Linked DNA regions of Urocitellus parryii: region 1 is linked to region 2. A link is a contact called in public Hi-C data. All regions are on one chromosome and are shown on one strand. Each heading gives the region's core, a stretch centred on a gene start, on an enhancer-like site or on the middle of the called end of the contact. The rest is flanking DNA. Distances are from core to core; before and after follow the strand shown. Region 1 holds the start of Tmem267 (transmembrane protein 267). Region 2 holds the start of Znf131 (zinc finger protein 131).

Evidence for each region. A called contact is a pair of places that touch in the nucleus more often than the background predicts.
Region 1: a contact with region 2 is called in a Hi-C map of muscle, with 2.8 times the contacts expected there. The contact joins the promoter of Tmem267 here to the promoter of Znf131 in region 2. A contact is called at or near these places in 2 of 2 Hi-C or Micro-C datasets (liver and muscle).

The regions. Positions count from the first base shown.
Region 1 is chr1:36,637,467-36,642,151 of mUroPar1.hap1, forward strand. Tmem267 (transmembrane protein 267) reads right to left here and starts at 1,740. Exons shown (of 6, transcript XM_077800217.1): 1 at 1,416-1,740. It overlaps C1H5orf34 (chromosome 1 C5orf34 homolog), which reads right to left. Exons shown (of 13, transcript XM_026393600.2): 13 at 2,872-4,256. The coding sequence ends at 4,063.
Region 2 is chr1:36,412,616-36,417,381 of mUroPar1.hap1, forward strand. Znf131 (zinc finger protein 131) reads left to right here and starts at 1,320. Exons shown (of 7, transcript XM_026393611.2): 1 at 1,320-1,517; 2 at 2,418-2,556; 3 at 3,591-3,692. The coding sequence starts at 2,433. It also overlaps the pseudogene LOC113186211.

The DNA.
Region 1 (4,685 bases), core at 490-2,989, 230 kb after region 2:
GAAAGGGTTGTTAATAAAAACCTCAGCTGGCCCCACCCCAGCTCTCTGGCTTCCTATATCCTGATTGCTTGCTCCTACTCGGTGCTGCATCTGCCAGGAATGGATGCAGCCAAGAGGCCTCTCACCAGAACTGAGTAGATAACAGACACCAAATTCTTGAACCTCTGAAACTGTAAGTAAAATAAATCTCTTTTCTTCCTAAAGTTAGCTACCTGAAGGATTTTGTTACAGCAAAGAAAAACTAATATAGAACCTAAGTGTGCTCATTTTTCTTAATCCGTTTTCTTTCATTTCCACTTTCTACTCATCCCACTACAAATAAAATGAACCCCTGAACTTCCTAAACTTCGAATCTTTATGTTTATTTTACTCCTTCACTTTTGTTGGGAATGTCCCTGAAGAGCAACAATTATAATTTTCTTTTAAACTTGTCATGCATAAAATCTGATGTGCTTAAGTTGTTGAACAAATGTTTCATTATACTAATACAAGAGGTGAACACATAAGCAATCCTTAGGTTGTGAGTATTCCTTCCAGATTTCTGCAACAGGGTGTGAATGTGGTGCTGGGGAATTGAACCCAGGGGCTTATGCCTACCAGGTAAGCGCTCTACCATTGAGCTACATCCCCAATTAATCCTCTGCCTACAAAGATATTTAGATTGATCTCTTTACTACAATAGCCAGACACCCATACCATAAATTCTTCTCTGTAACTTGCAGAAGACACTTTCTCCAGTGGCCCAACAACAGTCCCATTACAGCAAATGCCATTAACTACTGGGCATTCAAAGGACAGAATAGTACCCCCCCCCTCCTTAACTCTACAAACACATAATTAGTTGGTCTCTTGAAGTATATGCTATCGTGTTTTGTTTGCTACTCATCTCTTAAACATTATTTCTGCCCAAACAAATAAGAAAAAAATTCAAAGTAAATCTCATCTTCTGATTCAATCTTCCTGAGTCCCACCAATATCATAAATTTACAAAAGGTAAAAGTAGTCAAAAATCCAAAAAACTTCCTTTATCACGCTTTACAAATAAGTCCTCTTCACTAACCTGCAGTTGCTGTGAAACTTCATTTCTTTAATGCTAAAACACCAAAAGCAGGTGCCAAATCTAATGCACATAATTGGTAAAGGGAGAAAGCAGAAATCTTGCTCACATTTACTGAAACTTTATAGCCATGAGATCTCGGCACATAAAATTTTTAGTTTCTATGATCGCTACAAATAAAACATACAGTTCTTAATTTCAACATGTTCAGCAAATTCCCAGTCATGTTTTTCTGAGGTTGGTGTGATGCAATGATTTTTAGAATATCAATTTAAAAAATGGGATAGGAAGTCCTGGGGTCTCTTGGAAGGGACCATATCAAACATCACTGAACCCAGGGCTCGAAGGTCTCTTCTACCTGTTAAAGAAGGTAGTGGGCTCCTTCTGCAAGACTCCCGCACCCTGCCCAGGGCCAGGCCAACGCCAAGGGCGCAGAGTCCTGGAAAGGTTGGGTGTCTACGGGATCCAGAAGGTGCCAAAGCCAGAGGGAAGAGTTGGGGCTCCGCGCAGACCACTGGGCCACCAGACAGCGCCGGCCCGCAGTCAGGCACACCCGGAGTGCCTTCCCTCCCCGCCCCTTCAGCCAGGACCTGCCAGGTTTCAGCGTCGGACGGGCCCAGCCTCTGGCTTCCCTCAGTGCGCAGTTTCGCGTCCATTCTGTCCCCTCCCGTCCGACCCCTAGCAGCAGCTATACCCACCCTCAGTTCTCGCAGCTGCAGCGCGCAGCGGCCCCACCCCTGGGTCGGCACCATTGAGACGCCGGTTGCGGGCCAGAGCAGCCCTAGCTTCAACGTCCGCCCAGAGGACGCCGGGAAACCGGCCCTTTTCGGAGCTGAGAGGAAGCGATACTCCGGTGCACGATGGTTGAGCCTGTGGGTGCCTTGAACAAACCACAAACCTCCCTAAAAGAGACCTTTGGACGACAGGGTAGGAGGTGGAAAGTGCGTTCTTGGTTTCCTTCTGTCAAACCTCAGGATTCGTTTCTCCGCTTAAGTGGTTTCAAGTCTTAACCGCTAACCTCCCCACGACGCACCCAAGTGGAGGCTGGGAAGCTGGGGACCGAGAAGTGGCTTCACCTAATGTGGGACGCGCAGTCCGTTGTGGGTCTCGAAGGTGTAGAGATACTTCCAGCTTCTTTCATTGGTCCTTCTGGGTTGTCGTGGAGTTTTTCAAGAGGCGGTGGGATCCCAAGCCTGCTCAGACCTGACGTTCCTCAGTAGCGCTTTACCGCCACCTTGGGGTGTTGTCGATAAATCTTTGCTACTATGCTGGTGGATGTTGGAAGCTAGACTTTTGGACAGTGACGTAGCTAGAACACTTAAGCATGACTACTAAAATGTTTAGGGGAAAAAAAAAAAAAACTGCAAACAGGGCTGCTTGAAACTAACTGGATTCACCAGTTTGTTTGCAGGGACTGCGACCAGGTGCTTCCCATCTCCCTGCTTCGCAGTTTTGGGTACTGCCTTCATCACGGAAACATCTACCTTAGAAAAAGGACCAGCCCCAAATAAAACGCCTCTTACAGAGGGACATTTTTTCACCTTTCTTAGCGTTTCTCAAAACAAGTGTCAAATGGAAAGGAAGGGCAGCAGTGGAATAAATAACTTAGTTGAAGGAATGTTTAATCTCAAGCAAATTCCTAGGCTGTCCACAGAATCTCAGTTTCTCAACCACAGAACTTTTCATTGCTTGTCACAGTCTATAATTTGAGTGCTTTTAGCCATGGTAAAGGCACACTTTCTGTCTGAATACAGTTGTTTCATAATAGTCTTGGGTTTCTGGAGCTGAGGGACAACATAGATGACCTCCTGTGAACCAAAGCAGAACAAATTGTTGGTTTTCTGTCTCTAGTCAATTTACTACCTAAAGACACTGATCCATTTACACAACATATACTGAGTGCTGTGTGTGCCAGGCACTATGGTAACAAGGCTACAAAATTACTTTATGGAGGATATTCTAGTAGTGGATATTGGCCATAATGAAGCAAACAAGCTGGGCAGATTGTGGTAGGCACTTACAGGAAGTAAACAGGGTGGATATTAGAGTTGAGAGAAGAGTAACCTGTCAAGTAGTTAGGGAGGTTTCTTTGAAGAAATATTTTTGCTAATATCTAAAATATGAAGAAGCCCAGAGTGAGGAGCTAAAAAGAGAACCTTGTGCCCCTTCAACTCATTGACATGATCACTACAAATCTAGTAATTCTTTTCTCTTCATTGTTTTCCTTTGTTGCTTTATCTTAACTTTAGATATGAGGAATCTGATTATTTATTTATTTGTGGTGCTATTATTTTATTTTTGAATCGAACTCGGGGCCTTGTGCATTCGATGCAAGCATTTTACCAACTGAGCTATATTCCCAGCCCCAGCCTGATCTTTTTAAATAGAAAATTAGAACATTTCTGGTTGTCTGGTAGTATAATCTTACATTCTTTTTAGATATGAGTTTTTGTTCTTTCCATAGGCAAGGCTACAATAAGTACTTTTGGTGAGGACATTTCTGTTAATTCCACACATTTTGCAGCATAAATCTTTCTGTATGTTCAAAAGAAATGAAATCCAATTCATGAGACAGTTTAAATAAAACAGTCTTGGCTGAAGTACTTGATCCTTAGCTTGCAATATTGCCTAGGCTTGCTTGCTTGTTGTTTTGTTTTGTTTAGATTTAGTTATCTTTTAATAGTTCTTTGGGAGTAGAAAGTAAATAGGAGTTACTGGATACAAAAAATAGTGAATATGACACAAGATTAAAAACAGCAAAAAATTCATAATTTTACAGAAGTTTCATAAATCTGACATTAAATGAGAGAGTTCAAAATAGTTCTTTATTAATAAAATTTATTGTATGTATTTAAAAATTTTACAAGTTAGGTAAAATACAACCAAAGTTAATTGTCAATTCTCATAGTCATGTAGAAGTAATACATGCAATTTCTTGGCTTACTAATAATTTTGTACCAGTCATTTGAAACAACATCCTCAAGATTTAATAATAATTCCATTTTTCACTTTTTAGAGTTTGATAAAAGACAATCAATATCCTGAAGAATTTTGGAAGTTTTTTCCAATGCTACTGATACTTTCTTTTCATTAAATTCTTCTAGCAAGGTTTCTGAAGATCTTGGTTTATAATAATCAGAAGACTGTTCATTTTTCTTGTTAGAAATCTGGTTTAGGATACCACTATTCTCCAGTAGCACTGAGTTACTTAATTAAGGAGCTTTTCCCCACATTTTAAAAATTACATAAATATTTTTATTTTCAGAAAGCCTGGCTTTCGTATCAAAATATTATTTCTCAATAAGATTACTTGGATTCATAATAAAGTAGGGACTTCAGAAATTAGAACTACCCCCTTATACATGATGAAACACATTATAAAGGAGAGGGAATATTTACATGTGTGTTTGTATTGAGGCTTGGTGATACGGAGGAAATTAATGAAAATCTCAGTAACATTTCATGTTCTTAAGTGTTATAAAAATGGAACAAGAATAGCAATGACAGGATTATAAGCAATCTGTGTAGTGTCTTTTATTTTCTAAGTAAAAGAAATCTAAACTAAAAAAAGGCCTTTCCTCTGTTCCAGAACTACTTTATTATTTCAGTAACATTCAAAAAACCACAA
Region 2 (4,766 bases), core at 70-2,569:
GTGACCTAGTGCCCCTGAGTTCAATCCCCCACCTCCAAAAAATGAATACTATGAGCTGAGTCCCAGACATTATACAGTGGTGGGAACTGTGGTGAACTGGAGAGCTCAAATCCCATAAGGAGAGGTGTTTTTCATTTGGCTCAATCTAATTATGCAGGGCAGCAGCCCTACATACTGCAATTTCCCCAAAGTCTATTTTTATGCATAATTTCTTCATCTTAAGAAATACTGTGATTAATAATGACAATATTTTAAAAACTCCAGTAGACTGATTCAACCTGTAGCTAGCCTAACACTTCAGCAGATTCTCCTTAAGCAATATCATCTACTCCCATGTCAATATTTATTTTATGCTGAAAATTTCAAAATCTTCTTTGTTAACTCTTTCCTTTGAGTCTATATATTCATATACCCAGATGCCTTTTTTTAAAAAAAGTTTTTAGTTGTAGTTGGACACGTTTATTTTATTCATTTATTTACTTTAGGTGGCGCTGAGGTTCAAACCCAGCTCTTCGCACATGCTAGGCGAGTGCTCTCTACCACTTAGCCACAGCCCCACCCTCATCCAAATGCCTTTTTGACATCCATCATCCCTACTCAGTCTGTCTCCTTGAAATTGTCTCTCTTTGCCAGCTTGACTTTCGAAGCTTTCCATTGAAATGATAAGAAAATCTAACATATTTCACACTGTTTACAAGACCCCTGGAAGTCTTTCCCAGCAAGTCTTTCAGTGCAGGAATGCTATGAACGAGGCCCCTTTGCATATCACTTCTTACAGGCCACTGCCTCTCCTCTACCTCCACCCCCCATTACCTTGTTCTTCACATGTCATAATACTTAGCAATCAATACTCAGACAATAAATGTTTATTTACTCTACCAGGCTAAGATTCAGAATGTAGAAACCATGTGTACCTTGCACACCGCCGGATTTCCCAGTTCCTTGAACAGCGTCTAGCACAGTGTTGACTCTTAAAACATGTCCGTTGCAATAATAATTATACCCACTATTGCACATAGCTATTTGAGTTCTCTCCTAATCCTCATTCTCAAACTCCTTAAGAGAAAAAAATTGAACTTCAACTATTGCATTTTCCTCAAAAAGCCTTTCTTAGGATGAATGGGCCAGTTGCATGTGTATGGTTAACTGAGTCACAGGCCTCTTTAATGAGCAGAGGTGCGGGGTGAGAAGATCTGTAATGAGAAAATCACGAGAGTAATTCAGCGCAGATCCAGGTCCCGATCCTAGTAAACACGTGCACCGGCCGGCGCGAAGAGGGCGGGCATTGGGGAGACAGATCCCGGGCGCCTGAACGTGCTCGCTCCCGTGGCCGCTTCCACCAGGGCGTGCAGGCGAGCGCACGTGCGTCAGCTAGACCCAGCGTAAAGAGCGCCCGGGATCCGGCGAAGAAAATGATGGAGGGAAAGCTGCGGCCTGGGAACAGGGAAAGGTGTAGGGTAACCTGTGCTCTGGGAGGGGAGAGCACGGAAGGGGAGGAGAGAAGAAACGCGAGCTAGGTAAGGCAGGCCAACCTGGGCTCGCGAGGAAAATTGGGCGGGGTGGGGCGTGGCTGGAGCAGCCAGGGGATATAATCGTGGTGCGACTGGTTAGTAAGTGTATTCAGAGTACGGGGTCGAAAGCATCTGCACCTGGAGTCACGCGGGTAAGAGAAAAAGGCAGAAGGGCGGTGATTTAGGTTCCTCTCTCCGACCCAGCCAAGCTCCGTATCCGCCCAAGACAGGTTCCTTTTCTCAGCTGGCGGCCAGAGCCGCTGGGAGCTCCCAAAACCCGGCTGGCTCCGCCCCTACGCTTAGAGGGCGGTAGGGGCGTGGCCCGCCCCTTCCTCGGTTGGCGTACGCGTCAGCCGGAGCCTGACGCAGTGACGCAGTACGTCCACGTAAGTGACGCGCAGGCCCGGGCCGCTCCTCCTTCCCTGAGTGAGTGCCGGCCGGGTCGGGGCGGGGGAGAAGAGGGAGGGCGGGGGAGGGAGAGGCGACCCGGGAGTCGTTGTGGGCCGCGGGCCGGACCGGGTCCTGGGGCAGCGGGAGCTCGGGCGGGGCAGAAGGGCTTGGTGGGCCGTTAGAGCGCCGCCACGGCTGTCGGGTTCCCTCCCTTGCCGGACTTGCGCGCCCGGGCGCCCCGAGCCTCCGGCGCTGTGCCCACCCCGCTCCAGCTCGCGTCTCCCGACTCCAATTAGGTCAGGCTCGGGAGTCCCGCGGCCGCGGCTCCGGCCCGCAACGCGCGGCGGCTACTTGGCTCGCCTTTCTTTCTTCCCTCGCCTTCCTCTCTTGCCTCACCCTCCCCCCCCCCCTTCTTTTCACGTTCCTGGGTTTTGTTTTTTCGTTGTTTTGTGCTTTAGGGGTTTTGTTTCCCAGCACGAGCTCATGGGTGTACATTATCATGCTCCTCTTTTGTAGAGCAACCCGAAGGCCATGGAGGCTGAAGAGACGATGGAATGCCTTCAGGAGTTTCCTGAACATCATAAAATGATTCTGGACCGATTGAATGAACAACGAGAGCAGGATCGATTTACCGATATCACACTAATAGTCGATGGTGCGTAGGACAGTGGTCAGAGGAGCTTATTTATGGCTTCAGTTCTCCCTTTCCACCACCCACCTTTTTCCCCCTACTCTTTTTGGGCTCCCTACCAAAGTCTGGATGGTGTGCACTGAAACTGGACGACACTTGTCAGTGTCTGCTTGCATAGACAGTACTGCAGAAATCTGGTTGGTCAGTTGTTCTTTCAGTATAGCCTGGTATTCATCGCATTTTAACTTCTTGCATCCTGTTAAAGTTTTCTATTGCACGCAAGAGTGCAGGATGATGAAGTTTGGCATATAGACTACATCTCAGAATTTTTGGTTAATAGATGAGAATGTCTAAAAATGTTTGGTTGATAGTCTCCTGTTGGTAAGCTGCTTTGAGAAGTCCTCCTACAGGAGTCATTTGGGAAGTATAGGTTTCTGGTTTTTCAGATGATTTTGGATGGAGAATGTGAGAGATCCTCTTTGGGAGTCCCCCACAAATAGTTGAAGGCTTCATCCGTCTTAATTGTCATAAAGGAGACAAGCACAGCTTGAGTATCTTTTCTGTTTAGTGAAAACAGACTTTTCAAAGCAAGCTGTTCTTTATTTATTATAGGTTCACCGAAATTGAATTTCCACATAGTATGCATTTTTAAAACGTTTGCTATTGCATACACATCAAACTTTGTGCTTATACTTATTTTACGGTTTTTGTCTCCAAATGCTGTGTGATCTTTTGGATTCTTCATTTAGCAATTTCATTGAGTAGTATAGACATCTTATTTCATAATTGATGCTCACAGAAAGAGCTAGAAAATTCCTTACCTAGTATTGTAAGTGGGCTTTTATAAAAACTTAATTGTCTTTGAAGTAAAAATTTGACTTCTTGTTTAAGTTTAAAATTTGCCAAGAGAGCTGACCATATTCTAACTTAGTTCAATAATTTATACAGATACTCTGTTGCAAAAAAGATCTATTTTACTTTTTATATTTTATGTTTTACAGATTTTAACATTTGATTTTTTGTGCATAAGTATGTTTTGTTTGTTTTTTCCACCTTAGGACATCATTTTAAGGCCCATAAGGCTGTTTTGGCTGCTTGCAGTAAGTTCTTCTACAAATTCTTTCAGGAGTTTACTCAGGAACCTTTGGTGGAGATAGAAGGTACGTTTTCGTTTTATGTGCAATATTTCAGTGGACATAATTGGTTCTTTAACTTTTAGACTATTTTACCTTTCATCATGGAGAATAGGCATCAATGATTCCTTATTGAGCAGCTAGATAGATTATTCTTTTGACATTTTTGAGAATCTTTACTTCTAATAAATAGTTTGGTAGCATGATCCTCCAGGAAAACTTTTAGATAGTAGATATTAGTGAGCAATAAAAGACTTTTCCATTGCTGAAACCAGTCACTGACTTTTGAAATTATGCATAAAAATTAAATCACCATCTTTCAGACAGGTGGGGATACTGTAAATTATAGGAGAGGCCTTTATATTTATATTAACAGAGGTAGTGATGTACTAACAGTGATGTAGATGACAGGCACAAGGTGAAGTGGGCTGCTATGATATGGAAGAGGCTAGGAATGATGAACTCAGGTAGCATTCAGAAAAAATTCTATGGAATGTCTCAAGAGGGAAGGAATCATCAGTTAGATATTAACTTGAAACAAAAAGTGATTTTTTTTTTTTGTAATTGACATTTTCTAATAACCTATCAAGTGCCAAGCATTGTGCCATGTAGTTTGTATATTTTCTGAGGCTCACATTAATATTTTAAAAGTAAGTGGTGTTATTTCCAATATACACAGAGGAGACAGAATTCAAAAGGTTACTTGCCCAAGGTTGTCCACCTAGCAAGAGATTGTCTATGCTGTTAATTACCATGATTTTATCTCTTGTTGCTACTCTCTCCCCCTGTTTCATCTCCTGTCAAAATCCAAACAGTGGGTCATAAATTATTTGTATACATAAATACAGAATCTTATTTCAGGGTTTGGGGGTTTTAGTTTTATATCTCTTTCACCATATACATATTCTTTGTTATGAATGGGTTGCCTAGGAACACCATTCCCTTAGAAAAAATTTGATGCCTAAGGGAGTTAAAAATGTCTTTTTATTTTGGCATATTCCAGTTGATACATCTGCAGCTAGATTATCTTTTTTCAGTCATGGAAAGAGTGTAGGCATAATGGGAATCCATAGAGCTTACCAAAATGAGAATCTAGCTGTT